2 separate regions of the Mus musculus genome follow, and region 1 is linked to region 2. Evidence: chromatin contacts called from public Micro-C data. All regions are on one chromosome and are shown on one strand. Each heading gives the region's core, a stretch centred on a gene start, on an enhancer-like site or on the middle of the called end of the contact. The rest is flanking DNA. Distances are from core to core; before and after follow the strand shown. Region 1 holds the start of Map3k9 (mitogen-activated protein kinase kinase kinase 9). Region 2 holds the start of Synj2bp (synaptojanin 2 binding protein).

Region 1 (4,123 bases), core at 578-3,077, 250 kb before region 2:
CCAGGGAGAAGAGGTGTGTGGAAATGGCCACGCGTGAGTAGGGGAGAAAAATGACAATTCAAAAAGCTGCAATCCATCAATAATTGTACGACTTGAAGACCCAGTTAACATCCTCCTTTCCAGTTTTCATCTTTGTAAAACCATTCTCTGTGCTTGAGTGCTTTGCCTGTGTGCGCGCCATGTGCATTCCTAGTGCCCATAGAGACCAGTCAAGTATGTCATTTCCCCTGAAGTTACAGGAGGTGCCATAGTGGGGGATGGGAACGGAATCTGGGTCCTCTGGAGAAGTCAATGCTCTCAACCACCAAGCCATCTATCTCTACAGCCCCTCCAGGGTGTGTGTGTGTGTGTTATCTACTTTGTAAGACTCCTTTCTCACACACATGAAAATTTTATTAAATAAAATATTTGTTTAAACACTATTTTCCCTTTCCCATCCTCTTGTAGGCAGAGTGGCTTCTATCAAGAGAATCTATCCAGACTCACGCATGTATTTCCCAGTTTACTGACCCTCCCAGGAATTGAACATGTTAGACCCTCCTATAAACTTGACTGCGTTAGGGGATTTACTTCCGGATCTCCGTCCCCAGGACTGTCTGGATGCTCCTTGAACAGTACCATCTCATCCCTTTCCCAAGACCTTAAATGTGCACAGTGTCTCCCTTTACAATGTAGTCACAGCCCCTTGCAAATCACTGGATGTCCAAAACTAAAACACAGGAGGCTTTTCCCTCCACGGTCTTCACTTCAAGGATAAACAGATGGCACCTGCCCAAGGTCATGTAGCTGCCTCGCTATTTTTTCAAATTGCTCCAGTTTGCCTAATATTAAACTTCAAATTAAAATGAAACAAAAATGGTCTGGTGGGGCACATTGGCACACGCCTGTAATCCCAAGACTTGGGCAGTTGAGGCAGCGAGATAATGAGAGGCCAGTATGGCCTACCCAGTAAGATCTTGCTTCAAAACCACAAATGAGCAAATAAACAATGAAGTACTGACTCTTGTTACACAAATCACATCAATGCCTGTCTTGGAAATACAGTTTGGTAGTTACCATGGCTGAAATATGGAAGCCATTGCTATGACAGGCTTAAAAACATGTAAAAGAGGTTAAGGTCCTTGGGGGTGGTGGCGGCAGGTAACAAAAAGACATAGCATAGGTCAGCCCTTGCCCAAGAATGGCAGGCAGCACCCGCCTTTACTCCTTTAGTCTTTGGAAACTGGGTATCCAGTCACCAGGGTCCTAGATATAGCCAGTTTCACAAGGCAAGCGCAAACTAGCTGGTTCCGCATGACTTCCCGAGCCTGCGGAAGCCCCACTAGGAGACCTCCCCTTTCGGAATTCTAATAACAATGGCCAGGAACTTCTTCTTACAAAGATGAACACAGTCTTCATTAAGGCCAGCAGAGCAATCGAAAGAGTTCTTCCATCGCTAGCCATAAGGTTCCGGGGTGTGAGTGTGTGCGTAGCGGCGACAGTGGACGTAAGCTGGTCCCCGTGGCCAAATAGGGGAACAGCAGATCCATCTGAACCGGGAATTGGCGCAGCCCGTAGGACCAAACGGCGCGGACAAAAGACAGAGGGCTCCGCAGCCCGCTCGGACTGTCCGAACGCACGCTGGGTCTCACCTTCGGGAGCCACCCAATGAGGTCTCAGCCACCCTCAGGAGACGGACAGCCGCGGCGGGCCAATGGGAGGATGGGTTGGCTGTGGAGGCGGGCCCATCCTGGAGGCCCCGCCCCCGGGTCCGCAGGGCTGGGGCGGAGCCAGGCTCGCGTCAGGTGGTCCCGGGCGTGCGGGAGGCGGGGCGCACGGGGCGGGGAGGGGAGGGAGCGGCCAGCGGGCGGCGGGCACGGGCGGCACGAGCAGGTGGGAGCCGCCGAGGGGCGAGGCCGCCCGCGGGGGCGCCAGGCGGCCGGGACTGCGCCGCGCCCCTGTCCGCGGTGCGCGCTCGCGGTGCGCACCGGGCGTCCTCGACTCTCGCGCGCCCAGCCTGCTCGGGCCCTACCTGCGGCGGCCGTCGGGGGCGCGGAGCCCCCAGCGCTGCCGAGCCGCATGAACAATAGGCGGCGGCGGCTCCCGCGGGCGGCCGCCCCGCACCCTATGGACCAGCCGCTCCATGGAGTCCTCCAGATCGCTTCTCGGCTGCCTGGCGAGTGCCACTGCCGCCCCGCCGGGGGACGATGCCACGGGCGCTGGGGCCGAAGAGGAGGAGGACGAGGAGGAGGCGGCGGCCGAGCTGGGATCTCACGCCGCGCTGCCCTACTGGACGGCTGTGTTCGAGTACGAGGCGGCGGGCGAGGACGAGCTGACCCTGCGGCTGGGCGATGTGGTAGAGGTGCTGTCCAAGGACTCGCAGGTGTCCGGCGATGAGGGCTGGTGGACCGGACAGCTGAACCAGCGGGTGGGCATCTTCCCCAGCAACTACGTGACCCCGCGTAGCGCCTTCTCCAGCCGCTGCCAGCCGGGCGCCGAGGACCCCAGCTGCTACCCGCCCATTCAGCGTAAGAAGGCGGGCACCGGTGCCCGGTGGGGACGGGGGGCTGAGGCCTAAGGATGGGCGAAGAGCAGTCCCGAGTGGGGAGCGACTGGCCCGGGCATGGGTGGGCACTTTGGCTGCAGGGGCTTTAGCTGGTGCTACCCAGAAGCTCCAGAGTCGCAGGCCCTGCCTGGAACACCGGGCTTCTTCACCGTCATCTGACTCGCTCAAGTAGCAACTCTTGAAACCCTAGCAGGAGTCTCCTTACGTCCCAACCCCTTACCCCCCCCCGCCCCCCCCGCCCCTTGTGCCCCTCCAGATCTGGAAGGGTTTTGGAGAGCAGGTGGTTACTGTCACCAGTAACCTTAGTTCCCTAATCAAGGACCCGGCGGACCTTTTCTGTTTCTTGTCTCCGCCTCTTAAAGGTATTTGTCTAGAGAGGAGTGGAGGTGCCTCCCGCCTGCCTGGGCAGGTTCACAAGTCCCGGAAGCGTGTGTGAACTCAGGAGTCAGGTGCCTTTGAAATCTCGTGTTGGTTTCTTGGGTTCTCGTACTGTATTTCAAAGTTGTACCCTGAGGAATCTTGCCGAATATTATGTTAGGAAAGGTGTGTACAAGGGGAGGGGGCAAAGTTATGAGTGGAGAAATAATTAGAGGGAGAAAGTATGTCTGTCCCTCGTGGGAGTTCAGGATCAGCAGGTACAGTGGCTAAGTCCTTGTCCCATACAGCCATACTGTTCACACAACACATTTTTTTTTTCCACCCTAGATCCTTGCCTATATTTGGCATTGGCCAAATCTCAGGGGCCAGGACCAGGGTTCCCTCCCAGGGCCTTTCTCCCTGTGTCCTGGTTTTCACCAATTTCCCAGGAACCGTTCCATGTTCCTAGCAAAACCCACCCACTCTCTCTCTCTCTCTCTCTCTCTCTCTCTCTCTTTCTTTCTTTCTTCCTTTCTTTCTCTTTCTTTCTTTCGAGTTAAATTGCCATTGTAATTTCTTAATCACTTGTATATTCTTGATTGGTTTAGAAGATGGCAGTCTCTCTAAGTGCAGTTTATAGCGTTTAAGAATTTCCATAATTCCAGTTAGAAGGCATTCTTACATATATGGTAGCAGTTTGTTCCTTGTCTTATGTACTTGATTTAAAAAAGAGAAGCCATTACAAAGGGCTAACTTTGAGTGTTTAGTTTTAAATTTTCATCTATGATAGTTATCTGTTACTTATTTTTACATGAACAATTATTTTAATGAATAATTACATTACTTTAAGATGATTTTGAAATAGAATGGCAGCTTCTTGTTTTCTTCTTTTCCCTTTGGCCTTTTGACTGTCAAGCGATTCAGGTCTTTAGTTTTCCTTAGACATATCCCCTTTCATTCAGTTTCTTGTTTATACATTTTGATGTTTATAATGCCCAAAAATGGCAGGCAAGTTGTTTTAGATTGCTTTTGAGTGCTACAGATTTTTGGCAATGCTGGTAAGACAGAGACCAATGAAGGGGCCCAACATGGTGTTTGGAATTAGTGCTGGAGATGAGCTTGACCATATGTTGAAAGACATGAATAATCTGATATATTAGGAAACACAGTGTGTTGGTTTGTTTAGTTTTGGTTTTCTGAGACAGAGTTTCTCTGCCTAGT
Region 2 (4,223 bases), core at 248-2,747:
TCCTTCCTTCCTTCCTTCCTTCCTTCCTTCCTTCCTTCCTTCCTACCTTTTCTTTCTTAATATGTAAGTACACTGTAGCTGACTTCAGACACTCCAGAAAAGGGTATCAGATCTTGTTACAGATGGTTGTGAGCCACCATATGGTTGCTGGGATTTGAACTCATGACCTTTGGAAGAGCCGTCAGTGCTCTTACCTGCTGAGCTATCTCAGCAGCCCGGCAAGAGATTTTAATCAGACCTGGAGATGACAGGATCCTTCTCCCCTCATGCCTCAGGTTCCCTGCCTTCTTGTCCTGTCTCATTCCTATAGAATCCACCTCTGACTTGTTTTAATAAACCTGAGTTGCTGGCTTGGCTTTTAGCCATAACTTTGAATACCATAGTCTGATTATGCAGTCTTTGATTCTCTTAACACCACAGGAGTCCCTTGAGTCACCATACATATTTATGGTCACCTTCCTGGTCCTTAAGGCCTTTGTAGTTTTGATACCTGAAAGTTTCTTCACCTCTGTTTGGAATGTCCGATCTTAAAAGTCAAGATGGGCTGGAAAGTCACATCTTAAGTCTTGCAATCATTTTGTGAAAAGGACATTTCACCTCCTTTTGCTTGGAGGATTTTTCTTGAACAAGCCTATGATTATCTTTCCTCTGTATATGTGTACACATTTCTTAAGTTAGATAGGCCTATTATTAAATGCAAGCCAGGGATATATACATCTATTTAAAAGTTAAGTAAGAGTCTTGTCAGGTCTAAGTTAAGAAATCTTGTGCATAAGGCCCTGGAAAACAATGCTCTCAGATGTAAATATCAGGGAAATCCTCACTTCCTGTCATGTGTGTCAGCCCAGGTGCCTTGCTTTAAGCAGTGAACACTTGCTTGATGAGAGAGAGAGAGAGAGAGAGAGGGGGGGGAGGGGGAGGGGGAAGGGGAGGGGGAGGGAAAGGGAGTGGGGAGGAGGAGGAGGGGAGGGGGAGAAGGAGAGATGGGGGGAGGTTTCATTTTTTTATTTGGATACATTTTATTAACTAACACGGGGACTGCTAACGAAGGAACTTGAAGCAGTGTTACCAAGTTTTCTTACATGGGGCATCACATTGGATTTCATCTGTATTGCACAAAAGGTTACAATTTCCCACCCAAGTATGCAATCTCATTAGTACTTTGCCTATGATGCCTTTCATAGAGTGGTTTGAGGCTCATAAAAGATCTCTCTCACACACACACACACACACACACACACACACACACACACACACACACATTTGTAGATATTTTGAGATTTTTATTTAAAATGTCAAACGTATCAATGTAATTCTATCTCATACCATTATTACCCTCTCTCCTTCCCCATGCTCTTCCAGTGTAAGCGAGCATTATACCTCTCTTTGCTCATGGCTCCTCAGGATCGGCCTTGAGAACAGTGCGAGGTACCGGAAAACGCTGGTGGGCTCAGAGAACCACCACTCCCAGCATCCTCCACGTTCCCAGTGCCCGCGGTTTCCTTTTCCGGTCTGACCGCTGAGGAAACTGTAAAAGCTATGCTGGGGAGGCAGCGCGGAGCTTGATTCACCTTCACCTGCTCTGGCCACCCGCTGACCCGGGGTTTCCGGCCGGAGAGCAGTCAGATATGAACGGACGGGTGGATTATTTAGTCACGGAGGAAGAGATCAACCTGACGAGAGGACCTTCGGGTAGGCGCGGGACATGGAGGGAGTAATTGCTGCGTCCCTTGCTTTGGCGGAGCCGGGTTTACCTGGCTGGAGAGCAGGCAGGCCCCGACCGAGCGGCTTCCCAGAACGCTATCGGGCACGGAGCAAAGAGTCCATTGGCATCTTTTGTTAGCTAGATAACGGACCCAAGGACTCTGCCCCATAATCCAGTCGGATTACCACAGGCGTTTATGGCCAGGACGGGTTTCTTGCTGTTGGTGGCAATAGCCAAGACCAGGAAAAAGCCCGCTGTTTAGCCAGCGTGTGGGAGCCGCCGTATCCGTTATTCAGTTGCTTGCTCCATCCTTGTTTCTTCGCCGAGGGCCCGTTCAGGTAAAAACAGGAGCAGCGAACGGCGGTGTGTGTGTGTGTGTGTGTGTGTGTGTGTGTGTGTGTGTGTGTGTGTGTGTTTCTGAGTGTCTCACAGTTTCTCCGGTGCTAGGGTCCCTGCCTGCATTTTTGCGGAATCAATTTACCATATCAACTGGAATGCTAAAGCGGGCGGAGACCTTTTACAGAAGTTTTCAGACCTGGCCACACTTGACCACCATTACTTGGGCGTTTTCGTTTTTACTTTTTAGCAAAATATTGAAATGAAAATGTTGTTTTCTAGTCTCACCTTTAGAAATTTGGATTCAGTGTGGATCAAACAATTCTTGAAACAAACACTTCATGTGATTCTGACAGGAAAATTCCCATTTAGCGTTGCTGTGTGGTCTTCCTCATGGATGCTCATAGCTGGATTACTACATCGTGTCACTGCCTTCCTTAGGCTTTGCAGTTTTCTTTATGGCCTTAACATTTTAGGTTTAGGGTTCACCACTTAGAGCCAAGATTTTTTGTTTTTGTTTTTTGTTTTAAATCTAACATCTTACCAGTTTTTTGTTGTTGTTGCTTTTTTTTTTTTGGCTTGTTTTAATGTATTGGCAGAATAACTTAACTGATGGATTCTTGTAGTTTCTTTTCTGTAACATGGAGACAGTTATGAAATGAAGCGTTTCACATATAGTGTTAGGATGAAGCCACTTGCTCTCTGGAAAATATTTAGGACAATGTCTTGATATATGGTAAGCAGTGTGTATTTGTTACTGTTGTCATTAGTGAGTGAATGGCTAAACTGACTCCAGTAAGTTCTGTTAGATACTGTATTCCAAGAGTTGAATAAATCATTGGTTACTGTGAATTTCTATTCTGATGGCCACTACTTAGCATAGTCTGTTAACTTTCCTTATCTATAAGTTTGCAATAGCTTAATCACTGCTGACTATTCTGTGTAAAGCACAGCTTTCAGAACTAATCATATATTTTGTCTTCCTGTTATGAGAAAATTGGAAGTTGATCATATTTATGGGAATAACTCTCTGCTAATCTTTGTGGTTTATACAGAAGCTTTGCTCTGGGTAGTTCTTTGGGGGTGCTGAGGTAACTTGACAGAAGCTAGAGTTAATCTGGGAAGACCCTTAGTTGAGAAAAAACGCCCCCATCAGATTGCTTGTAGGCACTCCTGTTGGCCATTTCTTTTTTTAAAGATTTATTTATGGCCGGGCGTGGTGGCGCACGCCTTTAATCCCAGCACTCGGGAGGCAGAGGTAGGCGGATTTCTGAGTTCGAGGCCAGCCTGGTCTACAGAGTGAGTTCCAGGACAGCCAGGGCTACACAGAGAAACCCTGTCTTGAAAAACCAAAAAAAAAAAAAAAAAAAAAGATTTATTTATTATATGTAAGTACACTGAAGCTGTCTTCAGACACTCCAGAAGAGGGCGCCAGATCTCGTTACGGATGGTTGTGAGCCACCATGTGGTTGCTGGGATTTGAACTCCTGACCTTCGGAAGAGCAGTCGGGTGCTCTTACCCACTGAGCCATCTCACCAGCCCCCTGTTGGCCGTTTCTTAAGTTGATGATGGAGATGGGAGAGCCCAGCTCACTGTGGGCAGTGCTACCATGGGGCAGGTAGGTGGTCCTGGATTGTACGAAAGCAGGCTGAGTAAGTCATTAGGAGCAAGCCAATAAGTAGTGCGGTTTCAGTTTGTGTCTCCAGGCCTGTGTTGACTTCTCTTCATGATGGTCTGTTTAGGATTCAGTAACTCCTTTCATCCCTTCATGCTTGTATCATGGTGTTTTTTTTCATAGCAGTAGAAACCTAAACTAAACTCAGAAACTTTTGCCCAAGGCTTTTCAATATGCCCAAGTTTCTTGAATCTAATTTTCTTATTTTATTTAATTCTTCAATCCAACTTTGAGATTAACGTAGTAGAGATGGATTTTTATTACATTTGTGTGTCTATGTGTTTTTGTTTGTTTGTTTGTTGGGGAAGGGGCCCGTAGAGGTCAGAGGACAACTTTCAGGAGTCAGTTTTCTCCTCCTATCATGTGGGTTCCAGGGATTGAACTCAGGTTGTCAGACTTAATGGCAAATACTTCCTACCCGCTGAGTTATCTCACCCAGCAGTCTCAGATCTGTAAATAAAAGTCTGTTTTTTTTTAATGTGTTTTTTAACCTTTTGCTAATGAAC

The links. Hi-C and Micro-C count contacts between places; a contact is called where the count stands out from the background.
Region 1: a contact with region 2 is called in a Micro-C map of embryonic stem cells, with 4 times the contacts expected there. The contact joins the promoter of Map3k9 here to the promoter of Synj2bp in region 2. A contact is called at or near these places in 16 of 39 promoter capture datasets (the 3T3-L1 cell line, 3T3-L1-derived adipocytes, cranial neural crest and 9 more), 1 of 15 datasets of contacts at CTCF or cohesin (embryonic stem cells), 17 of 484 Hi-C or Micro-C datasets (Sertoli cells, adipose-derived mesenchymal stem cells, cerebral cortex and 3 more), 10 of 115 datasets of contacts at active chromatin or transcription factors (the NIH/3T3 cell line, bone marrow-derived macrophages, embryonic stem cells and 1 more) and 3 of 9 other capture datasets (adipose tissue, embryonic stem cells and pancreatic islet).

What each region holds. Positions count from the first base shown.
Region 1 is chr12:81,778,874-81,782,996 of GRCm38.p6, reverse strand. Map3k9 (mitogen-activated protein kinase kinase kinase 9) reads left to right here and starts at 1,827. Exons shown (of 11, transcript NM_001174107.1): 1 at 1,827-2,507. The coding sequence starts at 2,123. Gm46366 (a long non-coding RNA gene) reads left to right here. Exons shown (of 3, transcript XR_001780649.2): 2 at 1-33; 3 at 448-977.
Region 2 is chr12:81,530,185-81,534,407 of GRCm38.p6, reverse strand. Synj2bp (synaptojanin 2 binding protein) reads left to right here and starts at 1,497. Exons shown (of 4, transcript NM_025292.7): 1 at 1,497-1,692. The coding sequence starts at 1,629. It overlaps Gm20498 (predicted gene 20498), which reads left to right and starts at 1,497. Exons shown (of 6, transcript NM_001309848.1): 1 at 1,497-1,692. The coding sequence starts at 1,629.